2 separate regions of the Rattus norvegicus genome follow, and region 2 is linked to region 1. Evidence: chromatin contacts called from public Hi-C data. All regions are on one chromosome and are shown on one strand. The core of a region is the stretch at or near the end of the contact, and the rest is flanking DNA. Distances in the headings are between cores, read along the strand shown. Region 1 holds the start of Cbll1 (Cbl proto-oncogene like 1). Region 2 overlaps Hbp1 (HMG-box transcription factor 1).

Region 1 (6,831 bases), core at 2,675-5,174:
TGGTGGCTCACAACCATCTATAATGAGATCTGATGCCCTCTTCTGGCCTGCACGTGTACATGCAGGTGCAACACTGTATACATAATAAATAAATCTTTAAAAAAAAATCTTAAAAAAAAAAAAAAACCTTACAGATTGTAAAGATTTTTAAAAACAAAGGAAAAAAACGAAATTGTCTTTATATATGTGTCTAATTATCAAACATTTGAAGTAGCCATGCAGTAAACTTGGTAAATTTACGTAACAAATTGAAAATGCAACACTACATTAGAAATACATTTGAAAATAAAGCTTTAATTATTGTGCTGAGGGGGACTGCTGTGGAGCCACAGAGGATATGTGGAGGTGAGAACACAATCCGTGGAGATTGGCTCTCGTCCGACCACCTCATCCCCGGATGTTGACTTCAGGGCCTCAGAAGGTGGCAGTGTCTTTATCTGTTAAGCCATCTTACCGGTTTATGTGTTGGCTTTAAAGAAGTAATAGTGCATTATTTGACCTATACCATCTCTAAAGACATAGGCAACAGATACCTTTAGTTAACAGTCAACACTGCAATGGAAAAGTATACTTTAGGCTTGGGTCTTAAAAAGACACTTTCTAGTCCTTTAAAATCTTATCATCTATGGAAAAAAAAGGGATTCTCGTCCACAAATAAGAGGTACATTATTTCACAGGACTGACTCACACAAAACTTTATTTTTCAAGTACATAAAAATACATAACACAAGTATTCAACTTTACCTTAGAAAGGGAAACACTTAAAAATAGAAAATGCAAATGTAATCTTAAAATTGTAATGTCTGAAACAGATTAAGGAATAGTGTTTCTGCAAGAATTACAATCAGAACTGATAGCCAAACTGTCCACATTAAATTCGGCAAAACCAAAATGTGAAAGTAGTCTGCTAGTACTAATGACTTCTACAACTATAAGCAATACCAATCAATTAAATTCATACCCATTTGCCTTTTGTATGAACAAAATAAAATTTAAAATGGGTCTCAATGATTAAATATCTTCTATTTACTTTCTACTCTTATAGCAACTAACTCCTCTCAAAATCTTTCATAGATGATTAGATGAATGGCTACAACCTTGAATTATAATAAAGCCAACTTGATCAATCTTCAAGACTCCACTAAAATGGAATGTCTTTCATGTATTTCAGCAGTCTCCACTGCATTTGCTCACCCATATAGAAATACCTACATAGATCTATACAGATCTATGACAGATACTTTTTTCCCCTTGCACAAAATGTATTCTCAACTTTCCAAAGAACTGAAATAGCCAACATGATGCTCTTCAGGTATCACAAGGATTCTTAGTGTGTTACTTCTGTGAATGAAAACAACACACTTTACCTGCCCAGCCTTTGAACCAGCCCACATAACACAGTTCTCCATTATTTAAACAGTAGCCTGGCCCTTTCACGAGCCTGTTTCTAAAGCTACTGTTTGTCTCACAGATTTAAGTGACAAAAATCTGAAGTTTGTGTGGGGACACCCATACATAGAAACAAAACAACAAAACACAAAGCATGTAATAATTATCTGGATAAGGGATAACAAGAATAGTTTAAAGCAAATATACCTTTATTATATAGTTTTAAAAACAACACATTTAATATTTTATCTTGAATAAAAGGAGCCAAGGAACTGAAGGCAGGTATGCAGCTCACTGATAGAACCTGTCTAAGGTACTGAAGGAAGGTTCTGGGTTCAGGTCGGTCCCCAGCGTCCATCTCTCCAAAAAGCATGAAGCAGTCTTTTACAAAAATTGGGCTACTTTTACCTAAGCACTGATTATCTCTGACAATGACCAAAGAATGAATCAAGTGTTTGCAGGATCTTTATTGGCCTGGGTGCCTCTGAGATGTAGGATCATGGGGACAGAGCTGGCCTGAAGAGCTGCAGGGACATCACCTTTTTTGCTGCTTCTTTCCACCCCAGAGGGCCCTCAGCTCACTGCTAACACTTCTGCAATCCAGAGAAACACTAATGTCTTTGCCATTTAAAAATATTCTGAAAACTTTCTGGCAAAATTCTACTCCAATACTTCCATTTAAAAGACCTCTTGATCCTTTGACATTAAAATCATTATTTTGAGATGTCTACTCAGTCAGAAAACTGTCAACTAACTAGCTGCCATTTCTTGATTTAGTCTTTGACTTAATTTGATTTTTTTTCTTCTCAAAATGTGCAGCAATTGAAACTGAAGCACTAGGAGACTGTGTTGTAACTGATTTAAAATCTAGAAAAGCTACCATTAAACAGAAAGGAGAGCTGTCTGGAAACTTTTTTTTTAACCTAGCTAGCTCAGTAGTGATTGTTTTCGTGTTAGAATGACTGTTCTTATCTCTCCAGGCAACCTTTGGCTAATAACTTAGAAACTAGGATAATTCTTTTACACAGTTCTAGCGGGATCTCATTTCTCTCACATACTTCCATAAACCCATGAGCAGCTGCTGGATCGCCACCAAAATATTTGTGGCAATTGCCTACTCTCTCAGTCCTGCTCCTACTTCCCCTACAGCGTTGCTGGGGACCTGCTAGGTAAGTTGCTCTACCACTGAGTTTTGCTTTAACTGGGTCTCCCTCTACGGTAATGCAACCACCACATAGATTATTTATTTACCCCCGTTCTTCCTCTCCACCATTCTATATAGAAGAATAGGAATTATTTTTTAAAATATTATACTCCCTTTTGTTCAGCTGCTTTGTAGCCGCTCAAACTCTTTATCGTGATTTTCAAAGTCTTGAAAAAGGTAACTTGTATTTTCCTTCTCAACTTAGGACTAACTAAGCTACGGACATTTGGTCTTCTCTATATCTTCCTACCATTCCAAAGTGGGGGGGGGGGGCCCTTTTCCTGGTACTCTCTGAAATTTCTTACTCCATAAGCACCTGTTTCTTAAAGTACTCACCACAATCTATAAGGAGCTTTTAAAAAAGAAACCAACCTGTCTGCCTCCTTTGACAGAATGCAAACTCGAAGACAAGGACGTAGTCCTATTGTTTACTATCCCATCATTCTATCTCCAAGCCTACAAGTATCTGCATGCAATTACATAACTAAGTGGTGTTTGAAGACTGCGCGCATCTCAGTCAATTCCTAAAGAAAAAGCCTTTCCTCCTGCTTGGCGATATAACTGTCTGAAGCACTCAAAGCCAAGCGCTAAAACTAAAACCAAGAAAACGAAGCCAGCAGAAACGAGGTTTGAAGCTACTCGCAATATAAGATGAAAATATCTTGATCTTAAAAATTCTGTATATATCCCCAAAAGATGCGAAAGAACCACGGCCGAAGGGCGGGGCATGCTTTGAGTTCAGGTAGAAAAAAGATGCTCCACTTATAAGTTCGAAAACTATATCCGCCTTTATTCTCTAACTACCAGTCCGCGAAAAGCCAACAAGACAATAACCACAGGAGATGACCACTACAGCAGCCGCCCGAAGCTGAGAAGCAGCAGGAAGTCTCCAACCCACTCTCGCCCACAGTCCGGACGCTTCTCCAATTCCGAGAGTGGAAAACACCCGCCTATTTCCCCAGCACAAAGTGCAAAGCAACCGGAATGAGAAAAACAAAAACAAAAACACAACAAAACTGGGGCCGTCCCTTTCCAAGAAGCCTGCGCTGCGAAGGGTTCCGAAACGAGCTCAGCGGCACCAAAGAAGCGGTGCTGCCGGTCTCGAGGATGGAGGCACCGCTCCGAGGGTAGGCCGGGAAGCAGCAGGCCCAGTCCGGGACCGGGCCTGAGCTTGCTTCCTCTCCGCCACGTCCCGGCGCACTGGGGCGAGCGTAGCCTCTTGTGCCTGCTGGGCGACCAGTCCCACACGAGCCACGGGGGCAAGAAACTAGGACCCCCGCTGCCTCCGCCTCCTTACCAGTGTGATCCATGATTCGGCTCGCAGGGTACAGTGGGAGCGGAAGTGAGTCGCTCCGGAGTCGCAGCAAGCGCGTGCGCCCTACCTTCCGGAGCGCAGAGGCGGAAGTGCGCTGGGACTGCTCTCACTGGCTTCCCTTCCTAACCGCACCATCCGACTTTGGTGAGGGAGTCACACATAGGCAGGACTGAGGCAGGAAGAGAGGGGACACGAGGGCTCTGGTGCCGAGACTTCTAATTCTCCCCAGAGGCTGCCCTCAGCTGTAGGAAGGATATCTATTGCAGTGGGAGAGCAATAGGAACCAGAGGGAAGCGAGGCAGGCAGGTAAGCCGCCGCCCACCCCCTGCGGCGCGAGGCCTTCTGGGATTTGTAGTCCACCCAGAGTGCAGTCTCAGCCGTTAGGCTGGTCCCACCCCACCGGGCGGAGTAACGGTTTGGAATGCCCCCCGGATCCGCCGCTGGGTATAGAGAAGTGTAAACACGCGCGCTCCGTTCTTGCCCGAGGGAAGCTGAGTTAGGTGCTGGGAGGGAGGAAAGGTTCTTATTGCCTAATCAGGCTTTGTCCTGATGAGCCCCAACGCCCACTCGACACGCGCGTTCGCCCTGGCTCTTACCGTAGTTTCTCAAACTGAAATGCGTGTATAATGCTGACTAGCCCCTCGCTCTAGAGAACACCAGGCGCCTCTAATCCCTGCAAAAGCTGTAGGGAGTTCCAGGTTGTCCCGGTCCATCGAGGATGCAAGGCAGTTGTGTGCAGAGAAGGTGAAGGAGGGAGGATAGGAACCGATGGAGTCGGAGGGAAAGCGTTAGGGCTTGGGCAGAGGGAAGAAATGAGAAAGGGCAGGCCCCGACTGAGGAAAAGAGAGTTACCAAAACAGGCGGTACCTAGTTCCAGTTCTTGGTCCCTGGGGTCTGTGGTTGCTGCTTTCATCTTGCTCAGCCAAAACAAAAGCAAGTGTCAACGGCGATTGGTGAGGACCTTCAGAGCACCCCCCACCTAGATTTGGCTCATAATAGGTCTTCTCCCCTCTCCAGCCCTTCACACTTGAAGCTCTCAGATGAGTAGAAAGGAGCACAATTAGTGGAAAACATCAGCCTAGGAGTCAAGGGATTTGGGCTCTATGGTCGTCCCTTGGTGACGACATTGTTACCTTGGGTTGTTCACGCTTTCAGTGCCAGAGTTCCTAGATCAATAAAACATTATTATATTGGCCTCTTTTAAAAAAATGTTTTCACAGTACTCAATTCTGAATAAAGTATGTGTAGCAATGTGTTCTGTGCGTTGCACAGTAACAACTGTGACTAACGCTGCAGTGATCATAGTTTAACATGTTATTTAGTGATTGTCTTCATTGTGGTCTTTTCAAAGACTCCCACTCATTGCGCCTTTACAAACAAGGTTGTAGGTACACTCAAGAACATTTTTAAGTCGATGTCCTTTTGGTTTTGTCCTTGTTAAAATGTAAATTTCTGTACTACTGGGTGTTTTTCACAATTTTTCAGTTGCTAGGATTATGGCAGGGGGTAGGTACTGAAGCTTAACCTTTCTCTGATAAATCTCTAAATATAGTGCTGACACGCTGGGGTATTTAACAACTGTCTGATAAAAAAGAAACTGGGACAAATGGCTAACTGTGGTATCTATTAGCATGCCATCGAATGGTGCTAGCCTCCAGGAGGCTTTCTCAATATCACAATATCACAAATACCTGTGGTTCTTTTCAGCCCCGTGGACCCCACTGTCTCCCCTAAACTTCAGCTTGTGGGCTTCCCTCCCCCTAGCTTCTCTCCCCTCCCCTCCCCTCTCTCATTCTCATTTTCCTCTCTTGCCCCTATTTCCTCTCATGGCTAGGTCCAAACCTCTGGCCATGTTTGGTCTACCACTTTCCCTGCTCAGGACTCTTCCAGATGCTGTCCTCTCCCTCATATCTACAGTAAAAACCTTCCTCTCGACCACACCTCAGAGAGGTCATGCCTTCAGTTTATACATCTGGTGCTGAAAACCTCACTTTATACAACAACTTAGACTGCCAAGGAGGTAGTTTTTACCCAGGAAGTGCTTTTTATCCATCACCTCCATCAAACGTAAGATTGATTAAAAACTATAGGTTAATAATAATGACTTAATACTAGAGAAGTAGGATTTAAAAGAACTTTAGATTGTACCTATAGACTGTTACATTTTGCAGGATTTTATGATATACTGTTAGGAAGTCCTCTGGAGTATCCTGCCATGGTGGAGCATGCTTATAAAGCCCTTGGAAGACTGAGGCAGGAGGATTGCAAGGTCAAAGGCAGCCCGAGTGGCAAGTAACAACACTTGCCGAGGGCTTGCTTTAGTAAAACCCGGAATGTTTATCCAATGTGGCCTTGCCATGGACGCCCTCCTTCTTCTGTGTCTGCTTTCTTCTCCCATCTATTAGAGTTGCCATGTTCTATCAGGGCAGGAGCGGTGTGACAAGACGGTCTCCTAAGTTCCTGTTAGATTATATACAGCCGACACGGTGCTTTCACTTTTCATTTTCTATTAGCTGTAAAGCTAATGAGTGTTTTTGTGGCATTTCCCTCTCTGTATGATGTACTCTGACGGTACTACCCTTTCTAGTATGCACTTCCAGTTTCCCTCCACCTCCCTAATAGTTTCCCTCACTACCATGTCCCCTACATCCCACGGATAAGAGGGACTTTGGGATGCTTAGCTTTGTAATACCGGTTTTGTCCATTTCCCTGTAAGTTCCATAACTTTGTCCTTATGATTGAATAGTGTTCTATGTGTGAAAGGAACATTTTTTTAATCACCCATCTGTTACTGGATACCTTGGCTGTGTTGGCTAGTGAGTATTGTCACAGTAAAATGAATGTGCAGATATCTGTATAGTAAGTTAACTGATTCATCTAGCCATAGTCCCAGAAGTGGCATAACTGGGTCATGTGGGAATTC
Region 2 (6,831 bases), core at 1,940-4,439, 460 kb after region 1:
GCCATGTGTCCTGGGCAAACAGGAAGTGCCTTAGTAAACTCCTAATAGAAAACAGCCTGCCTTCAATCTTTGTAAGGAGACACTTTTTTGTGTGTTCTAATACAAACGTGTTGAAAAGCAACTACACGGGAACATACAGACAGCCCAGCCACGTTCCCACATGGATCACTTCCACACCTTCTCCTTCCTTTCCTTGGCAAAGTCTCCACTGAGCAGTGCTCTTTCAAGCACAGATGGATCCCAAGAGCACACTAAGTTCAGAGCCCTTGACACCAACCCTCAGTAACTCAGTTAACACCCATAAGTACTCGCACAGATCACTAACAATGATGCAAACAGGGAAGAGAGCAGGGCAACTCTGGTGAGCAGCACTGAAAACACCTCCAAGGCTAAAACTGCATCCCCAGAGCAACAGACCTTTCCCATCTCTCTGCATTTATAACCACGCTCTTGTTGGTTTACTTACTTCCCATGAGCCTCCCCTACTCCCTTTCTCTGCAGTACTACAGAGAAAACTCAGGTTTTTATCCTGCACATGCTCGGTAAACACTCTTCTATAGAGCTCTGCCTCAGCCTTTCTATAAACTGTAACTTCAATGTGAAGATGATACTCTGAAAGATAAAGTTTCTTTCCTAGGGAAGGTTATATAGCACTGAACTGAACTGCTCTATCAAGACCAATCTCCTGCAAAACAGACCAAGCATACCTTAACAGGATGCAAGATGCCTCGGCTTTCATATTTGTATCATGCTGTAGCACAGCACTGTACAACTGGGGACCAATACCAAAGCCCAGGGTGCCTCCTACTTGACTAGCATACACTAATCTAATTCTTCCAACAGCGGGAGAATGGGGGTATGTCTCCAAGCCATCGTATTTAGTAAAATGATATCTTAGGTCTCCCTAGGAAGACCTAAGCAAACCGAGACTTTCCATAGTTTCACTGCAGATTAAGCCATTTTCTTGACCTTTGGTCTAGCTATATTAAGTGATTTTATAAGTAGGAGTCTACTTTAAGGTCTTTTCAACTTTTAGATTTATTTCCATTATGTATATGAGGGCTTTGCTAAATGTCTGTTAGTCAGTGCACCATGTGCATGCAAGGTGCCCAAGCAGGTCAGAAGGGGCACCAGATCCCCTGGAACTGCAGTTAACAGAGGGCGGTTGTAAACTGCCATGTCGCTGCTACGACTCAAACCTGGGTTGGGTTCTCTAAACATGCTCTTAACCACTCCTACTTTAAGATTAGCAAACCTTAGAATTAGCAAAGATAAACAAGGTTACACACACATTGGGAAAATAACTATAGAACAGAATGAAGCAATGCACAGTTGATAAAAGTTTAAAATACAATGTTTAACTATGGTTCTTAAAACAAATAGAATTATTTCTAAAAGTTTATAAAAATATATCCTGTACACTTAATTTATTTGACTTTTAAACACAAATATTTCATGCTATTTTTCTCATAGTATTATTTGATTTTCAAAACAGTGAAATCATCTTTAATCATTATAAACATCCTAGTTCCGGTGACTTTAAATATTAAAGTAATCATCCATTAAATAGCTACTGCCATTACTGTAAAATTGAGAGATTTCAAAACAGTAACTTTTTGAAATTAAGTTGAAATTTCTTTTTCATTTCTGTGTGTGTGCATAGCCACGGCAGCATGCATGAAATCACAGGACAACTTGCAGGTCTGTTCCTTCAGGCTTAGTGCAAGCTCCTTTATCCAATGAGCTATCTTGCTGGCCCCAATGACACACATTTGAAATGCAAGCATAATCAATGTTCCTACCTGTTATAAAATGAGCACTGCATTAGTGGACTTTGTGGACTAGTGGCAATATTTGCTAACTCTGTTAGCCAGTCCACCTCATCTTCACGGTGAGTATTTTCCGGTATGTCTGAGGTATTCTGGCTCCAAGATGGTCTTGGATATTCTTGATGAGATACATCTGAACTGAGCTGGTATATGGCAGATTGGGTAGGGTCACTTTGAACAGCCTGAAGTTCAGGAAGGTCATCTGGAAATAAGCCCAAGATTATTTTTTAAAAATATTACAGTAAATAATACAGTAACTTCAGTTAGGAATACACATATTTAATTTAAATTTAAATCAGTAATTTGTTGACATAAAAATTTTTCAATTTAAGTAATGCCTGTCCATGAGGATCTAGGAAGCCTGTGATATAAACACAATGGAAGTGAATACAGCAATGACTCACTGCCTGAACCATGTAATTACAAGCGGTCAGCACCTAAACACAAGGTTCAGTTTGTTTTCTATACCTCATGTGGGAATAGTCTATTTCCCAGTGCTATGCTCCTACATGAACAGACTAAGGAAGGACGGGGCATCTGATGTACACATGCGGTTGTGTGTACAGCCTTTACTGACCTGTTTAAATAAGTAACTGCAGTACTGAAGGTTCTCCTGGCAGTGAGTCCAGAGATCGTGTCATCAGGTATCAGTAGGACCACTTGATACACAGCTACTTTTTGTTAAGTTAGGTATCATGATACATGCTTAAAACTCCAGTATTTGGAGGTTCACACTGACAGGCTCCAAGTTTGTAGCATACAAGACCCTGACTCAAAACAACAAAGAAGCAACGAAATTGGATTCTGTTAAGTCTTTTTTCAGTTATTTTATTTAGCTGGGCCTGCTTATGCGGGCCTGTAAGCCAGTATTTAAGAAGCTGATACAGAAAAATTGTGGTTCAATGCCAGCCTGACAACACAGTAAGACCCTAGATCAAAACTGCAAAAGATGGTATTCCCAATCCAGTTCTATTTAGTGCTCTCTTCCCCAGTGTACTAGCCCCAAAGGTAGATCACAGAACCTAGCTCTTCGAAGGAAACATTAGGAAACTACCCAAAATAGTGAAATTCTTTAAAGCTGCTATGGGGAGGGGGGAGGAATCTCACTGGACTTTAAAAAACCAGGCACGGTAGTATCGGCTTTTTTTTTGTTTGTTTTGTTTTGACAGTCTGAAGCTTTTATTCAGTAGGTCTCTGTGTCTAGAAGGTGTTTGGCCTCTTGGTGGTGAAGTGTGGTTTGTGCTGGCGCCACAACACATGGTGGGGCAACGGGAATTTGATCTTGGAGTCGTGGAACTGCTGACAGCTGCACTCTCTTCCACCGTCATGACCTGGATGGAGTGCGCACGGGCACGGTGTCGGGCACCCATGTCTCAGTAGCACTGTGTGGCTGAGCCGGCAATGCTCAGGTCTGGTACTCTCAGTACAGGCTGTGAGTGCCACTGCTGGAGTCATAGCGCAGCCAGATGCTGAAGTTCTTCACACGCAGGGGTGACTTCTCAAACACCTGCCCGCAAGACACAATTTCCCTGGATGACTTCTTCATCTTCTTCAGCTGTGACACAAAGTACCAGAAGCGGGACTTGGCCAGCACATGGTTGGGCGCAAAGATTCGCATTCGGCACAGTGGCAGTGTGTGGCATTTTGGGGTTGGCAAGCAGCACCCCACCACCTTGTACTCCCGAAGCATGCCCGACGCCTTCATGGTAGTGCGTGCTTGTTCACTGCCACTCACAAAATGGTAGCATAGCTTTTTAATACCAATACTCAAGACGCAGAGGTAGGTGGATCTCTGAGATCCAGGCCAGCCTTGTCTGCATAGTTAGGACAACCAGAGCTACATAACAGAGACCCTGCCTCAAAACAAGAAAATACAAAAAACAAAACCAAACAAACCAACAAAAGTAACAGGAATCCCCTAGAAAAAGCCCTCACACACATCCACATGCTCTACAGATCTGCAGGGTCCCTTAAATATTCAAGTCAGGAAAAACTCTTCTAAGGGCTGGGGAGATGACTCAGCAGTTAAGAGAACCAGCAGCTCTTCCAGAGAGGACCAGGTTCAATTCCAAGCATCTGCATGAAGGGTAAGATCGGTCTGTATTTCAGGCCCAGATCTAATACCCTCCTGTGGTTTCTGTAGGCACCAAGAACATATTTAGGCAAATATGTTCACAGACATATTTAGGCAAAACACGTAAGATAAAATAAAAAAGAAAAACTTTTAAAATTACAAATATTACCATTGAAAGAAAATTCTTGGGGTTGGGGATTTAGCTCAGTGGTAGAGCACTTGCCTAGCAAGCGCAAGGCCCTGGGTTCAGTCCCCAGCTCCAGAAAAAAAAAAAAGAAAAAAGAAAAAATTCTTCATAAAGTTGTGCTATCACCTCCTTTGGATCTTCTACTGGAAAAGTGGAATCTAATCTCAAATAATCTTTTCAGCTGTGTGTTCTAGAATAAAAATGTTCTGTACTATCTCTCTGTGAACATTAATGATTTTGCTTTATGCTATGTAGTAGTGACCATGCTTTACCACATGTTTTTTTATTTATCCCCCTAACCCCTCCCCCTCCCCCTTCTATATGAGTGTTCCCCTCCCCATCCCCCCCATTACCGCCCTCCCCACAACAATTACATTCTTACCACATGTTTTTTTTTTTTTTAAGATTTATTTATTTATTATATATAAGTACACACTGTAGCTGTCTTCAGATACACCAGAAGAGGGCATCGGATCTCTTTACAGATGGTTGTGAGCCACCATGTGGTTGCTGGGAATTGAACTCATAACCTCTGGAAGAGCTGTCGGGTGCTCTTAACCGCTGAGCCATCTCTCCAGCCCATTACCACATGTTTTTAATGACGCCAGTCTATAATGTTTTCTTTCCACAGGACAGTGAATACAACAGGAAAAAAAACAAAAAAAAACCAAAAAACCTCGAACATCCCCAAACCTTTCCTGCTCAACTAAGTATCCACATAAGCCATTCTAGAGTAGACCCTAAAACTAAAGTATCTTAGTAAAAAGTAGTAACTCAGGCTATCCACTCATTCTTAGTCCCGACTATACAGTATCCACTTCATTGAAAAAAGGAGTAATAAAGCACACCAACTACATTCAAAAGGCCAATCTCCAGGCCCCTGTAACTGTTTCCCTTACCTCACTGTCAACACCCTGCCTTAAAATGCATCCTTTCTTCATTATGAAACAAACGTTTCCAGATTCAGAAAATAAACTACTTTTTAAATGAAGCCCGGGTGGATAGGTGGGGCAAACTCCCTGGCCTGATTTCCTCTGGGCATTTGATAGAACAATGCACAACCAACCATTGCCAAAAGCATTGCTCCTTGATCAATAGTAACCACTACTCAAAACATATAAGGATCCAGAAAATATAAGGTATTTAAAGTTATACAGTATGTCCTGACACCTTTAGGACCTCCAAATTCCAACCACAAAGTACCACCATTATTTGTAAAGTCAAAGTAGTCAACTGCCACACCCTCTCAGTTTCTACGAACGTTTAAGGCAACTACAAAGGGTGGTGAAAAACTGGGCAAGCCAAAGGCCCTCATTAACTCTACTCTAGAACAGTAATGTACAAGCAATTCAACTCAAATCATTCCTCAGTAAACCTAGACACACTACTGACATCTCTCTGGAGTAGCGCATCAGAAATAATCACTACCAATGTCTGATCCTCCGATTTGATGGGTACCATCATTTCCATAGCAGTCATGAGAGCTCACTAAGAAGGTGGGAGCATGGAATAGTTTGCTCTTGATACACAAAATAAAACTATTTACTTCAACAAATTTTAAATCTGTTGTGAGTACCCAGGTAGCTCACAGTGTTTTCAGTATTCCTCCTCAGACTTTTTCAGACTTCCTCCTTGATGCGGAACAGCAATAGGACTCGAGTTTGGAGCTTTACCACTCGCACAAAAACTAGACAGCAGGACAAGACCTGTCTGTCTGCAACTGAAGGGAGTGGGGTGGTGAAGTAAGAGCACTCTGGGGGATCTTGCTAGCTAGCCAGTCTCAGCTGGTGAGCTCTTAAGGTCACTGAGTGAACAAACGGTGGACAGTGACAGAGGAAGATCCAATACAAACCCCTGACTCCACAGCATTCACATGTGGGCAGTGTATGGATATGTGTGCACATGCTACACCTACACACACACACAGTAAAAGAGAAAGAGGGTTAAAAAGCCCGATTACACAAGCTCTTTACATACTTTTTTTAGGCAGACAATTAATCTGAGTCTAAGTGAGAATTTTAAATAACTTCATTTTGCTTACCAAGCTCCATGTGCTCATCACAGGAGTTGTATCCTGGAGAGGACGGCACATTCTCATTACACTGCAGCAACTCCAATGAGTCACTCACTCCTGTAGCTCTCTCGTCCATCACCAGCAGGAGTCTCTGTACTGCATGAGGCCTCTGGTTCGTCTTCACTTCCCACACCATATTATGGTGCTCCGACTGGAAATGAAAAGACAGTGTCATGTGATCTGCACAGTGCGAATATAAAGTCAGTCAGTAGGTCAGCACTATGATTCAAATTAACCACACACTGCCACTTTATTTTGTCAACTCCTCCAGGAAAACTGCACAACTGTGCTCAAACTGAACCATACACAAATCTCATAGGATTAACATTGTTAATTCAGAATCTTTCCCCCTTATAGTTAACAGAATTATACATGCTTTCATTTTTCTGAACTAGTAACTCTTCATATACAAGTACTAGGACTAACAATTCATATTTCAGAAATCAAAAGAAAATTAAGCCCAACCAACTTCCCTGAAGGAAAAAAGGCTCAAGGATCTGGGGGTAGTGACACACACCTTTAATTCCAAAACTCAATGGGAAGAGGCAGGCAGATTTCTGAGTTCAAGGTCAGTATGCTTAACTTAATAAATTCCAGGCCAACCATGTATAGTGAGACCCTGTCTTTAAAAAGGAAAGGGAAAAAAAGAAAAAAACAAAAACAAAAA

The links. A called contact is a pair of places that touch in the nucleus more often than the background predicts.
Region 2: a Hi-C map of liver shows a contact between it and region 1, with 3 times the contacts expected there. The contact joins the enhancer-like site here to the promoter of Cbll1 in region 1. A contact is called at or near these places in 4 of 12 Hi-C or Micro-C datasets (Schwann cells, kidney, liver and 1 more).

Annotation. Positions count from the first base shown.
Region 1 is chr6:53,808,861-53,815,691 of GRCr8, forward strand. It overlaps Cbll1 (Cbl proto-oncogene like 1), which reads right to left and starts at 3,925. Exons shown (of 6, transcript NM_001399563.1): 1 at 3,891-3,925. The coding sequence starts at 3,903. It overlaps LOC102555378 (a long non-coding RNA gene), which reads left to right and starts at 4,077. Exons shown (of 4, transcript XR_001838366.2): 1 at 4,077-4,214.
Region 2 is chr6:54,268,367-54,275,197 of GRCr8, forward strand. Hbp1 (HMG-box transcription factor 1) reads right to left here. Exons shown (of 11, transcript NM_013221.2): 2 at 6,132-6,315; 3 at 1,803-2,031. It also overlaps the pseudogene LOC134479361. Among named protein-coding and RNA genes, the nearest start is that of Hbp1, 11 kb to the right of the region's middle. Within about 2 kb of position 3,190, at least 2 of the 93 cell types and tissues checked have an H3K27ac peak or open chromatin away from gene starts, as enhancers often do.